3 separate regions of the Mus musculus genome follow, and all the other regions are linked to region 2. A link is a contact called in public Hi-C and HiChIP or PLAC-seq data. All regions are on one chromosome and are shown on one strand. The core of a region is the stretch at or near the end of the contact, and the rest is flanking DNA. Distances in the headings are between cores, read along the strand shown. Region 1 overlaps Gm46873 (a long non-coding RNA gene). Region 2 has its middle 32 kb from the start of Tas1r2. Region 3 overlaps Ubr4 (ubiquitin protein ligase E3 component n-recognin 4).

The links. A called contact is a pair of places that touch in the nucleus more often than the background predicts. HiChIP or PLAC-seq counts read pairs in DNA pulled down with a chosen protein or histone mark.
Region 1: a contact with region 2 is called in a Hi-C map of muscle stem cells, with 3 times the contacts expected there. The contact joins two enhancer-like sites. A contact is called at or near these places in 1 of 39 promoter capture datasets (hippocampal neurons), 8 of 15 datasets of contacts at CTCF or cohesin (the NIH/3T3 cell line, embryonic stem cells, hippocampal excitatory neurons and 3 more), 237 of 484 Hi-C or Micro-C datasets (2-cell-like embryonic stem cells, 3T3-L1-derived adipocytes, the 63-12 cell line and 120 more), 35 of 115 datasets of contacts at active chromatin or transcription factors (the 230-238 cell line, CD4 single positive thymocytes, PVALB interneurons and 19 more) and 2 of 9 other capture datasets (embryonic tail and pancreatic islet).
Region 3: a contact with region 2 is called in an H3K27ac HiChIP or PLAC-seq map of embryonic stem cells, with 4 times the contacts expected there. The contact joins two enhancer-like sites. A contact is called at or near these places in 1 of 15 datasets of contacts at CTCF or cohesin (embryonic stem cells), 9 of 484 Hi-C or Micro-C datasets (3T3-L1-derived adipocytes, brain, embryonic stem cells and 2 more), 2 of 115 datasets of contacts at active chromatin or transcription factors (embryonic stem cells and kidney) and 2 of 9 other capture datasets (embryonic stem cells and liver).

What each region holds. Positions count from the first base shown.
Region 1 is chr4:139,851,290-139,855,359 of GRCm38.p6, reverse strand. Gm46873 (a long non-coding RNA gene) reads right to left here. Exons shown (of 3, transcript XR_001784470.2): 3 at 2,440-3,986. Among named protein-coding and RNA genes, the nearest start is that of Gm46873, 20 kb to the right of the region's middle. Within about 2 kb of position 2,804, at least 10 of the 459 cell types and tissues checked have an H3K27ac peak or open chromatin away from gene starts, as enhancers often do. A contact at or near this core is called in muscle stem cells, where this site is marked.
Region 2 is chr4:139,682,831-139,687,314 of GRCm38.p6, reverse strand. No RefSeq gene overlaps it. Among named protein-coding and RNA genes, the nearest start is that of Tas1r2, 32 kb to the right of the region's middle. Within about 2 kb of position 3,209, at least 15 of the 459 cell types and tissues checked have an H3K27ac peak or open chromatin away from gene starts, as enhancers often do. A contact at or near this core is called in embryonic stem cells and muscle stem cells, where this site is marked.
Region 3 is chr4:139,487,103-139,491,421 of GRCm38.p6, reverse strand. Ubr4 (ubiquitin protein ligase E3 component n-recognin 4) reads right to left here. Exons shown (of 106, transcript NM_001160319.1): 106 at 1,889-2,255. The coding sequence ends at 2,191. Among named protein-coding and RNA genes, the nearest start is that of n-TVaac1, 59 kb to the right of the region's middle. Within about 2 kb of position 2,946, at least 20 of the 459 cell types and tissues checked have an H3K27ac peak or open chromatin away from gene starts, as enhancers often do. A contact at or near this core is called in embryonic stem cells, where this site is marked.

The DNA of each region.
Region 1 (4,070 bases), core at 1,555-4,054, 170 kb before region 2:
GCTCCCTCCTCACTCCCTGTCCCTCACCCCCAATGCCTCCACCCACACACCTGACTCCCCTACCCTCCCCCCTCATGAAGATACTCATGACCATATTCAAGCCACCTCTCAGTTGTCCTCTACTCAAGAACAGCCCTTCCAAATGCTGTGTGACCTTAGGAGATTCATATGCCTCTCTGGGCATCTGGCCTCATGCGTTGTCAGCTTATTCAAGGGGCTGGCCCAACACACCAATGTGACCCCCCCCCAGGTTGTATGACTGGGAGGAGCCAGACTGCTGAGCCTGTCAAAGCTCCTCCCCCATCCCTCACCTTAACCTCCAGAAGGACAAACGGCTGCTGCCGACTGAAGTTCCAGAATGTTCCATAGTAACCCATTTAATTCTGGACAACCCTGTGCAAAGCCGTCACCGTCTATCATCATACTGAATCTGTGAATGAAGAAACTGAGGCAGGTGGGCAAGACCTCATGGGGGAACCAGTAAGCAGCAAGCCAGAGGACTCACTGCAGACCCTCCTCTCCTTGGGAACCCTTCCCGGTGCTGCAGACGGATCCTTGCTGGCTTCGGAGTACCCAGGCTGATGGTAAAGGCTGCGGGGAGCTAGGGTGATCTTCACAATAGAGCAGCCCCTGGGGACTTAATCTCAGCCTTCAGGAGGCAGAGGCAAGTGACCCTCTGGGAGTCTGAGGCTAGCCTGGTCTACATAGCAAACTCCAGGACAGCCAGGGCTAAAGAGTGAGACCCTGTCTCAAAAGACAAACAAACAGAATGGAGTTGGGGGTTGAGATCAGCCAAGTTCTCACAGCTGAAACCCAGGCGCGGGTTGCCTGTTCCCTTTGAGAAAAAGTCTAGGTTGTCTTTGAACTCGTAACCCCCCACCCTCACCCCCACCCCCACCTCATCCTCTCCATGAACTGCCCTCCGGCTCGAGCTACCACAAACGGCAGCTTTCGTGTTCCCTGGAACGTCCCGTGCTTTCTGTGTCCATCTGTCCTGTTCCTGCCCTTGTGCCTTACCTGGGTAGGTAAGTACTTTGGTCTGCCCTGGCTCTGAGGATATCAGGTCCTCCCTCTTCCACACTGGGCCCCCAGAGCTTGAAATAGGCACATGGCAAGAGTGAGGGTGGGTTAGAGGGTGTGGCAGACTAAGGGGCTTCTGCACAGGAGTGGGGACCACAGGAGAAGGGAGGTAACGAGCCCCAGATGGCAGGGGTAGAGGCTCCCTCAAGCCAGGCCTCTGGGAGCCAAAGCTGGGCAGCTGCTTGGGACGTCAGGACCCAACAGAAGAACTCGGGCACCTCCTCTTGAGCATCTCAGGGTCTCTGAGCTTTTCCCAGCCATTGAGCCTCCATTTACAGACACATTCACACCACAGAGACATACACACAGACATGCATACAATACCACACACACACACACCATACACACAAACAACACACACCACAGCATACCACATACCACAACACAGATGCACAACATATACACAGCATGCCACACACACATGCACACACCACACACACACTCACAAAACACACAATACAACACACACAATACACATAAAATCAACACACACAATACCACACCACATACATATGCAGACACACACACAATCAACACACACAATACCATACCATACACATACACATGCAGATACACACTGCACATACCATACCACAACACACACTACACACACACCCCACCCATACCCCCCACACACACCACAGCACACCACACATTACACATACACACACTACACACACACCACACATTACACATACTACACACACACACACACACTTCCCACCAGAGCTATGCAGTCCCCGAGGCCCTCTGTCCTCAGCCTGAAGAGCACCCTCTTGACTCCCGCCCAGGTCCTCCTGCTCACCCACCCCCTTGTCACCTTCTTCACCCATCCAAAGTTAATTCCTGAGAAACTTTCCTTGGGAGCGATTTTCACTTCTTATTATGCCCGCTGCGCCAGCCCTACTCCGTGCTATCTGGCTCCTTCAGCAGGGAAGCTGGTGTGACACTTGCCTGGAACAGCAGAGGTGACTGATGGGGGTTGGGGGGGTGGCTGTCTCCTGGGATTATGATAAGGGCTGGCGGGCTCTTGGTATGCTGGCCAGGCCTCGCCTTCCCCTCCGCACCGGCTGATAGGGGTAATTTTCCATGCTGGCCCTATCTGCTATCGAGGGAGAACATTCAAACTTAGCCCTCCGTTCCGATGCCACAGCACCCTGCAAGACGCCACCCCCTCCCAAGGAAATAGAACCTCATGATTTGAAAGGGAAAAAAATTTAATTGAAGTAGCCAGGTCATTCCTTCCCTATCGACTCCCAGATTTAATGGAAAACTCCAGACGGGTTTTTTTTTGAAGCCACGTGTGAATGTGGGGTGCTGGAAGACAGGCTGGAGGATGGGATGGAAGAGAGCTCAGGTGGGTAACAACCCCGGGACTGTTGTGACCTCATGCAAACACAGGGAGGTGCCCTAGCCCAAGACTGGTGCTCGGGTGTGGAAGGGAAGGTAGGTTGTGGGGAGTCCTGAAGAACCATTGGGGACAGGGAGCTGCCTTCATTTTCTATGTGCATAAAATTTTACCAAAGAAGAAAGAGGCGTCCGGAAGGTCCTCATTCCTGCATTATGGTCTTTATTGTTATTACCGGAGGGCTGGGGATTGTTTTCTAGGTTCGGAACCGTCAGCAGAATATTTACTGTATTGCACGGTGCGTTAGTAACTAGATTGCCTCCGTCTCCTCCTCCCACTCCAAGTCCCGTCTCCCTAAGGCAGGAGGAGGGTTCCCTTTTTGCCAAAGTCAGCAGCCAGGGTAGAGACGCCTGGCTCCCGGAACTCCGGGCTGGCTTCCGTGGCATCGCCTCAGGGGCCTCAGGCAGGGAGGGGAGGCTGCCTGGCTGCAGGATCCATCCTCCTGCTCAGCCTGGAGCTGGCTGCACCCCTTGTCTCAGAGACTCCCCCGACACCCCTTTGGCAGGACACCACACCCGGAACAACCGTCAGTAGCCACAAATGACAGCCTAGACAGCCAAGGGTGGCTGGCCGCAGGGAAGGGCTGGGCCACGGTGGGATGCACCACCAACCCCCTCCCACAGGAGCTGGGGGACAAAAGGGCCGAGAGAGGCTGCAGCCTGTCGCGGGCCCGGCCCACTGCAGCTTCCCATACAGGTTTAGCAGGTCTGTCCCAAGGAGACATGGCCACAAGCCATTCATTACAGATTGGTTCAGGGGAAGAGGGCTTCTGCAGACAGCCCGGCTCAAGGCTTCCAGCTCTTCCGTCCGCCCCTCCTCCTGTGAACAGCGCGAAGTGCTGAGCCTTCTCCGCATCCGGCCTTGAGCCGCACTTTTTCTCACCTATCACCTATCATCTCTTGGGCCTCCTCGCTCTGAACTTAAGAATTGAGCAGTGGATGGAGCTGGGAGCGTGGTTTAAGTTGGCAGAGTGCTTGCTGAGCATGTGCAAGGCCTGGGTTCAATCCCAGTGCCTTCCAAACCAAGAGTGTCACCCCAACACTCGGGAGGCAGGAGGATTACAAGTTCAAGGTCATCCTCGGCTACAAGTTGATTTAAGGATAACCTGGGCTACGAGAGACCCTGACTCAAAAATAAGAACAACAGGGTCGGGCTCTGTGACACACAGCATCTCAGAGTCCTCCCCCACAGCATGCGGGGAGGAGGCTCTGTTCCATCCTTACTGCAGACGAGAAAGGTGGGGGTGAGGAGAGCTGGTTGGATGTGGGAGGGTAGTGTGACTTTCCCCCCCACCCCGCGCGTCTGCGGTACCCACTCCAAATCCCTCCTGGGCACAAGGCACCCGCACCCACGATGATTCTGTGAGTCTAGGATTAAACCTTCATCATTCAACTTCTCATCAACCTAAAATAAATACAAATGTGTGCCTCGAATCTTAAAGCTCCGTGCCGGTTCCCAGCCGCAGCCGACTTTGTGTGCCAGGGCAGACATCCACGAGCTGTGGGGAGATCGCAGGCTTTTACTCTGGGAGCTGGGCAGGGAGTGCATATGGCTGCCAAGCCCAGCGCGACACCGGAGCGCC
Region 2 (4,484 bases), core at 1,960-4,459:
ACCCTGGGGACTCTAGGCCAGGAGACACCACAGTTCAGAAAGGCAAGGGTCTGCGCAGGGTCAGTGCAGCCCAATGGTCAGTGCACACAGCCCTGATGGCCTGTCCTGGGCTGTGCACATCCCACGAGTCCCCACTACCGCCCCATCGCCTGTCAGGCTCTGAGAAGCAGCCTTCTCCTGTGTCACAGAGAGGGAAATGAAGGTGTTCAGAAACACATTTTGATTGATGTCATCTAGTTTATAAGAGGAGACCTGGGCTTTCAGCCTTTAGCCTGGACAGAGGTTCTATACTTGAGACAAGCCCTGCCAAGCACTGCAGTGGCAAAGGAGACTGGGGGCAGGAATACACAGAAGGGACAGGCCCGAGGGGCCTTGTACAGGGACTCAGTACAAACTCTCTTCTCTACGTGGCCAAGCTGTCTAGGCTAAAAACTATGCTGCTTTTCATAATGCCTGCTACACGCTGGACATCATCCGCAGAACCACCAGACCCTCTCCCCACCCCCGAATATTCTCGTAACTACATCCAGGCCCTTTGTTTGTTTGCTTCCTTTTCTGAGATAGCATCTCCCTCTGTGCGGGTGCTGAGCTTGAACTCAGGACCCTCCCGCCTTAGCCTCCTGACTGGCAGGCTGAGAGGCATGTGCCACCAAGCTGGGCTTGCATCTTAGGATCGTTCAGGCTCAAATCAGATATGGACCATTTCTGCTGATGTTTCTCACCCCAGGCAGCACACACACTCATACTCACACACACACACCACTCAACACAACACACATACATACAATATACACACATACACAACAACACACATGTATACATACAGAACACACGCAACATACCACACACACATATACCATGCATACAACACAACACACACACATACAACACAACACATACATACAACACACATATACTTCACAAACACAACACACACATACAGCACAGCACACACATACAATACACATACAACACACAAAACACACACACACACAACACACACATACTATACACACAACACACACACATACAACACACACACACAAAACACATACTTGTAAAACATACACCCAACATACCATGCACACACCACACACAACACATACATATACCACACACACATACAACTCACACTACCTGCTATCCTAAGGTCAAATCCCTTGAGGAGGGCCTGGCCCTTGCTTGGCCAACACCTACCTCCCACTCATGGCTCTCTCTGGCAGGAAGGTGCTCTCCCCATAACTATGTCCCACCTCACCCCACAGGCCTCAGCACTAACACCAGCCCTCAGACCCGAGTCACTTTCCCTCCGTCACCCTGTCTCACACACGCCAGCCACTGCTCACCTGGTCTTGGGTAGGCTGACCCTCACTCAGCACTGTTCCTCCACTGGCTTGGACAAGGGTGGGTCTCATGGTGGGGACTTCCACCCCGGACACTAACGCTCTGGTCCCTATGACACCAGCAAGTTCCTCTCCACACAGAACCTCAGTTTCCCTATCTGTGTACCAAGGGTGTTAGGTACACACAGCACGCAGATGCACTAGTGTCACCCATAGCAATAGTGACAGAGCGGCCCCCTGCTGGTTTTGGAAGACTCTAGTGAGTGCCCAACCTGGATGGGGTATCTAGGTCCTGGGTCAGCCTGAAGTGGCCATTCTCTTACACAGAGGTCAATGGCAGCTCAAACCTGACTTTCACACTGCCCTGTTCTTCAAGCCACCTTGTTGTTTACACCTCTTGGGATTTTAAAAAATCCTGTTATTTTCATTCTGTGTATGTGTGTATTGTTTTGCTTGTATGTATGTATGTATGTATGTATGTATATGTAAGAGCCTGTGGAGGCCAGGAGAGGTCACTTGATCCCCTGGACTGGAGATGCAGACAGTTGTGGACGCTAGAATTGGACCCAGCCCTCTGCAAGAGCAGCTGAGTCTCCTATTCAGTCCCTTGGTCTTGATTCCCGTCATTCTCTAAGAAAGGGTTGTGATAAACGCACACGTGTACATGCACACAAACACACAGGAAACACAAATATAAACATAAATATATGCACACACATAAGCTGCATGCATGTGCACACACAGGCATCCATCCACATATCTCTCCACACACGGCTGAGGCACAAGAGTCCTTACACACCCATCCCCTCACAATCCCGCAGCCTCCTATGCACACAGGCACAGACTCAGGCACCCATGTGCCCAAACCAACACAGCTGCCCTGTGCTCATCTCTGCTCTTGCTTTCTGTCTCACACACATGTCAAGTTTGACAGAGGCCATGACACCCATGACATGTAAAAACACATGAGGTACTAGAACCTAACTAGGCTGCACATTTGCATGACACTTTAATATAAAACAGCTTTGTGCTCTTCCATGTGTCTCCATGTTTTGTGTGCATATCGAGTGTCTGTCTGCCTGTCCATCTGTCCCAGCTCTCCAGTCCCTGGAGAAGGGAACCTGAGAGGCCCAAGAATGAGACCAACATCGCCATCTGCTGTCAGCTTCTGGGACTGCCCTTCAGAGAACACATGGGGTCCAATGGGATCCATTTCTGAAGGACCCCAGAGGCCAAGGCATGACCCTGAGAACCAGTGGGAGTTGCAGGAACATCCCTGCCCTGTGGCCTCTAATAGGTTTCGTCTTTAGAGCAACCTGGGAAGAGCTCCTCCCTTCAGGGTTCATAACTGGGGAAACTGAGGTTTCAAGTCCAGCGCTGACTAGGTAAAGAGATCATGGGATTTCACTCAAAACACATCCCTCAAATTCTAATTCTGCTTCACGTTCTCAGGCTGAGTACCACCCTCCCTGTGGGCGAGGACTGGCTGGCACAGATAACGAGGCTGGCAGTTGGGTGAAGTGGCTTGGAAGTATGGAGGCCCCGGGGCAAAGAACATGTGAGGCCACAGAAGTAGATACCCATATTCAGGGCTCTCACTGAACACTGCAGACAGGCTGGTCCAGCAAGCCTGGAATGGTTTGTCCTCGTTATCAACGCGACCGGTTTGGAAATAATGAAAACATCCTTTTGGACAGGTCTCTAGAGACATTTAAGTGACCTGGGAAGACTCACCCTGTGGGCGGCACCATCCTGTGGGTGGCAGTACCCTGTGGGCGGAGCCATCCTGTGGGTGGTACTACCCTATGGGCGGAGCCATCCTGTGGGTGGTATTACCCTGTAGGCGGAGCCATCCTGTGGGCGGTACTACCCTGTGGGTGGCGCCATCCTGTGGACCGCATTATCCTGTGGCCTGGGACCTTGGACCCGTCTCTCACTGGGTTCTGACTACAGATGCCACGTGACCCATGTTGGGCCCTATTTGGCCTTGGTTTGGGCCTTGAGGACAAACCAAAGCCTGGCTCAATTTTTGAGACCTGTCATTCTCCTCCTCTTTGAGAATGACTCAGCATGACCTACCGGCCGGAATGAGACTGCCTCTGCCTAGCTACCACTGATGTGTCAATTTCTTATAGGCCCCGTGAGATCACCTCGCACCCCCTCATCACCTCACTCCACCCCATAGGTCATCTCACCCCATACCCCTATCCCTACCTTATTGACTTCTCTATATAAGTAAGTGCCCAGTTTAGTAAAGTGAGGTCCTTCTTTGACAAGACTCCCTGCCTGGGCCATCCCACTCAGCCCCAGACAGACCAGGCTGGACCGGGTTCTCTCCTCTCTCCTGGACCTGCTGGCAAAGAGCCGACAACCGGCCAACTCACTCTGCCCACATGCCTTCCCCACCATGATAGACTGCACCTCATGAACTAAACCATGAACCAAATAAGGCCTTCTCCCATTTAAGTCATGTCTTACCAGGTATTATGCCCTAGTAACAAGGAAGGTGACCAAATACACCACCCCTGTGACAGACAGGTCACTGAGTCTGGAGAGGAGCTGGGATGAGCCCTATCCCAGGACCCAATTGTCTAGCCCAAAGCTCTCCCTTCCCCCAAACCTGGCTCCCTTCTTCCCTTTGGTTGAGTAAGTGGGGGGCGGGCTGGGAAGAAGAGGGTGATCAGGAGAAGGGATAGGATGACAGTGGGGGGTGAATAGGGTCAAAGTACATTGTATGCATGTATGAAATTGTGAACTGTAACTTTCATTTTTCCAAACCTATTTTTAATGATGGTTCTTAAATGCTTTACCCTTCCTTGTAGCCCACCACCCACCAGAGGTAGTGGGAAAAAAAGGATGCGAGGCAAGTGGACCTGTTTAGAAATGTGGTTTTTGTTTTGTTTTGTTTTGTTTTGTTTTGAGCAACTCCCTCCTGTGCTGTCTGGAGATCTGCAGTTCAGATCAGCAGACAGCAGCAGCTCGATCCACTCGCAAACACTTCATGGATACAGAACAGTCCAGTTCGGTAGAGTCGGGATAGCAAACACGAATCAGCAGTGGTGACACTACCTAGCAGAGACAGCCAGGCCTCAGCCTTGGCACAAGTCAGCAGCAAGAGGGACACCAGGAAAAGTTTTGGGC
Region 3 (4,319 bases), core at 1,697-4,196, 200 kb after region 2:
GCTCGTCTGACGTCCTCCAGTGCTCCTGCCTAGGGGTTGCAGGTATGGGGCGACGTCCACTGCCCAGCCTGTTTTCCATTACCATTCAGACACAGCCAAGGCCCAGCCCTAGGATGCAGCACGGACCTGCAGGGCTACAGTGTTAGCAGCTTTTCTGGGACGGTGCAGAAGCACTGGCAAGTGCTCTTGGGCTTGACAAGGGAATCAAGACAAACGTGGGCTCGGCCCAAGATCCTTGGAGGACTTGTCTTGTGTACTCTTATTGGTAAGGGATGGAGTGCTACTCAAGTTGAACAGAGCAGAGGGTGGTGGCTCCACTGTAGACACACAAGCATGTCTGTCAGCTGTCCTGCAGAAGGCCCTGTCCTGGGGCAGGCTGGCTCCAGACGGCACACAGCAAGCAGCAGAGGGTGTTAAAAGTCTTTTGAGAACTTCAAGAAGGGAAACTACTTCCGACAGAGGTCATCACTGCTGAGCCCATGTTAAAAATGCCCAGGAAGAGGAAGAGCCAGATAGTCAGCTGTGAGAGCGCTCTGTGCTGCCTGGCGTCTCGGCTGACTGGGTGTTGCTTCCCCAGGCAGCTGCAGCTGAATGGCCAGGAGCCAGCCCTGAGTTGTGTTTTGTCTCCGTGGGACACTGTGAGTGCCTGGTTTGATGATGTTTTATCTGCTATTGCTACTTTGTAAGCTCACTCAAAACCAAAAGCTCGGCTCTAGCAGGTTCTTGTCCGGAGAGACTCGTGCTCTGGGGGCTTTGGTCAGCCTTCTGATGGGGCCGCATTAGTAATGGATGATCATAAACATGCCTTGGCCTACAGTGGTCCCCTTGCACTGGCAGCCCCGGCCCCACATGAAGTTGCTCCAGTTTACTAAGTGACAGGACAGTGGCTGACCCTCCCTCAATGTCTAAACTACCTCTCTGGAGTCCAGCAGGACAGACAAGTATGTGTAGGGGGATCCAAAAGAACAATGCCAAGGTCCCCACCTTACTTGCTGAACCCAAGTTATATGAGAAAAAGCTGCAGAATCTAAGCAGCTGGGAAAGCAGCCCTCTTCCAAGGAGATGCTATGTCTTTCCTCCAGGGCAGGCTGGCCCCAGGCTGCATCAGGAAGGGAAGCCTGCCTGGCAGTTCCAGGGCTAACTCAACCCCCAGTTGCTTGTGCTCTGGCCTGCCAGGGCTTTGGGACAGCACCCAAACAAACTGCCTTTGTCTCTCTGTTAGAGCTAAGCACAATACTCTTGCCTTTTGGCTGCAAAGGCTCTGGGGAAGCAACATGGTGCCTTGGTTGTGGAAGTCATCCAAAGGAGACCAGAGGCATCACAGGCCCAGATGGTCTGGTCCAGGGAGCAACCTTGTGAACCAGACATTCAGAGGGGCTGATGTCACCAAAGCCTTTGGTTGATGGGAGTTAGCCAGCTCTTCCTCCCGACAGGCTGTGACTGGGTCAGCCTTTTGCTGAAGTCTGAGAAAGGCTCTCAGGAGCCAGGAGGTGGGGGCAGGTCTCAGAGGTCCAGATACTAAGTTCAGAGGCGCCTCACCTGTCAACTGAGGTCTCAGCAGGCGACTTGGGGTGCAGAACAATGCACAGGCTCTTCCTAGGGCGGTGGGCAGAAGAGCCCTAGCAGTGGACACAGCTATTCTCACTATTCTCACCCTTCCCTGAAGTCTCTCCTCTCTGCCTGGCAGCCAGCAGGAGACTGTCAAATGCTTTCAAGGCCTTTGAAGTAGATGCTGACCAGGGCCTGCTCTGCTGAGCCCTCTTTTGGCTAGGGACAAAAAAACCATCAGACCCCAGAGAACACAATTCAACTCCAGCAGTCTTCCTGGTGTGTCACTGCAAGGCTGTGAGTTCACTGGAAAGCACTGGGCAAGCAGCAGCTAGACCCCTTTCCAATGTGTACTAAGTCATTCATTTATTTCAAGATGTACACACTCAAGCTGGCCGGGACAGCTCACAGCTCCTAGGTACGTATAGGTCCTTCAATGGCTTGAGCTACAGACAACTTCATAGCCTGCGCAGCACACACACACACGTGATAGAACAGGAAGCCTACAGACCCCAAACCACTCCGAGAAAACTGAGGGAGGAGGGGGTGCTAATGCAGCATCCGTGGGGGAAATGAGTGCACACGGAGAGATGAATGAGGGGAGAATGCAAGCTAGCTTCAATCTCATTTCCATGGGGATGGTCAGGGGACTGAGTTCAACAGGTCCTTTAGGAAGCTCTCTGGATCGGTGATTTCTGATAGAAGACCTGGAAAGCAAAGACAGTGTGAGTGGGAGTAGCACAGGGCCCCCAGCCCCACCGAGTCACAGAAGCCTGGTTCACGAATAGGATATACTGTGCCAGCATGCTCTGATGGGATTCCAGCAATGGAGGGGAGGTGACCACTGTGTGACTAATACTCTGCTTGAGAAGTGGGTGCTGCTAGGACAGTGTGGCAGATACCATTTTAAATTCCCTGGAGTGGAGGATTTCCACCTGTCCAGGGGTCACTCAAGGGGCTATAAAATACTGCAACTCCCAAGTTTTTCTTTCTTGTCTTGTTCCTGATCCCAGACTGGCCTCAAACTCACTATGTAGCTGACAACCTCCTTTGAACTTCTGTGCTACTATGCCTGGTATATATGGTGCTGGAGGGACAGAACTCAGTGTTCCATGCATCCCAAGCAAGCAAGCACTCTTCCAGCTGAGCCACACTCCCCTACCCCAGAGTGGTGATGTGCGTGTGTGTGAACATGGTCTTTCTCCATGGCCCTCGCCTTCTTTTCTAAGATTGGTTCTCTCACTGAACCTAAAGCTCACCGGCTGGCTAGACTGGTTGGCCAGCAAGCTCAGCCTGGGATCCTACTAGAGGCAGTTTCCCAGCGCTAGAGTTACACCTGCACCTGGCTTTTCTGGGGATCAGAACTCAGAGCCTCATCCTCAGCCTTTGTCATTTTAAACTGGTCAAAGAAAGGCAAATGCTGATGGTCTTATGGGCTGAAGGTCAGAGCAGGACAGAGGCCTCTGATTCTTCTGGGCTTCGATCCCACCACAGGCTTCCTAAGCAAGCTGCCAGAGCTCAGGGCTCCATTGCTTCAGCTTTCAGAAAGAGACAACAGGGATCCCTCCCTGCCTGCCATGGGGACTAACTGAGGATGGCCTTCCTAGTGGAAGGACCCAGTGCACTCTCTACATCAAGTCCTTGGCCCGGCACCTGACCTCATCACTAGTGCAGAGCAAATACTAAAGCCTCAAGTTAAACTTGAGCATCCGAACACGTCATCCCTCAGAGCATCTGCAGGAACAAATGCAGCCAGGCTGTCTCTCTTGGCTCTGGAAAGTGTTTTGTTCTTGAGTCTGAATAGAGCATACCCAGTGCTCTGGTAGTTTAAAGGTCTGAATTAAGGTTTAAAAGTCTGGCCTTCATGACTCCAGATACATATGTAGCAGAGGATGGCCTTACCTGATAGCAATGGGAAGGGAGGCCCTTGGTCCTGTGGAGGTTTGATGCCCCAGGGTACAGGGATGCTGGAGCAGTGGGGCAGGAGAGGGTGAGTGATGGGTGAGCACCCTCATAGAGGCAAAGGGGAGTGGGGAGAGGGTGGATGTAGATGGGTAACTGGGAAGTGGGATATCATTTGAGATGTAAACGAATGGAATGATTTATTTTTAAAAAAAAAGCGCAAGCCTAGCCTCACAAAAGAGGCTAGAGACTCTATGCCTAGGGCCTGTGCGGGGCGAGGCCTGGGGTGGGTGAGTCCTTCGCCCTGGCTACCTCTTCTCACTGGCTTTGACTTCTGTCGTCATTTCTGCCATCTGTGATGAGCACAGACCTTGGCTGAGGACACAGGTGAGCTCTGTGCTCTTGCTCAAGACTAACTCTGAGGGAAACAGTGAGCTGCCTCAACAGCCAGGCTGGGAAGACACAGTCAGGAGGACTAAGGAGCCATAAAGTAGGAAACAGAGGTGAGCAAGGAGACTACGGCAGCTCAGACAGCAGGGCAGACCCAGAGACACCATCTTAGGCAGAGCGTGCTCAGTGCTTGGAAACCAGAAGGGTACATGCAGACAGGCTCTCGACTAGTGGGTGGGCCTCCTTCCCGAGGATACAAAGGTGAGCGGAGATGTTAACAGCACCGTTCCCTTGGCAACAGAGCCTGGGGGATTTCTCCCTTGCCCGTATACAATTCCCACAGTGAACACCAGAAAGTGCAGAAGCATGGAGCCGGCTGACAACAGAAGCTGGGCAGGTCCAGTTACATCTGCTTTGGTGCAGTCTCCCGACCCCCCCCCCCCAAGACAGCGCCAGTGGAGGCTGTGACACAACAGCTC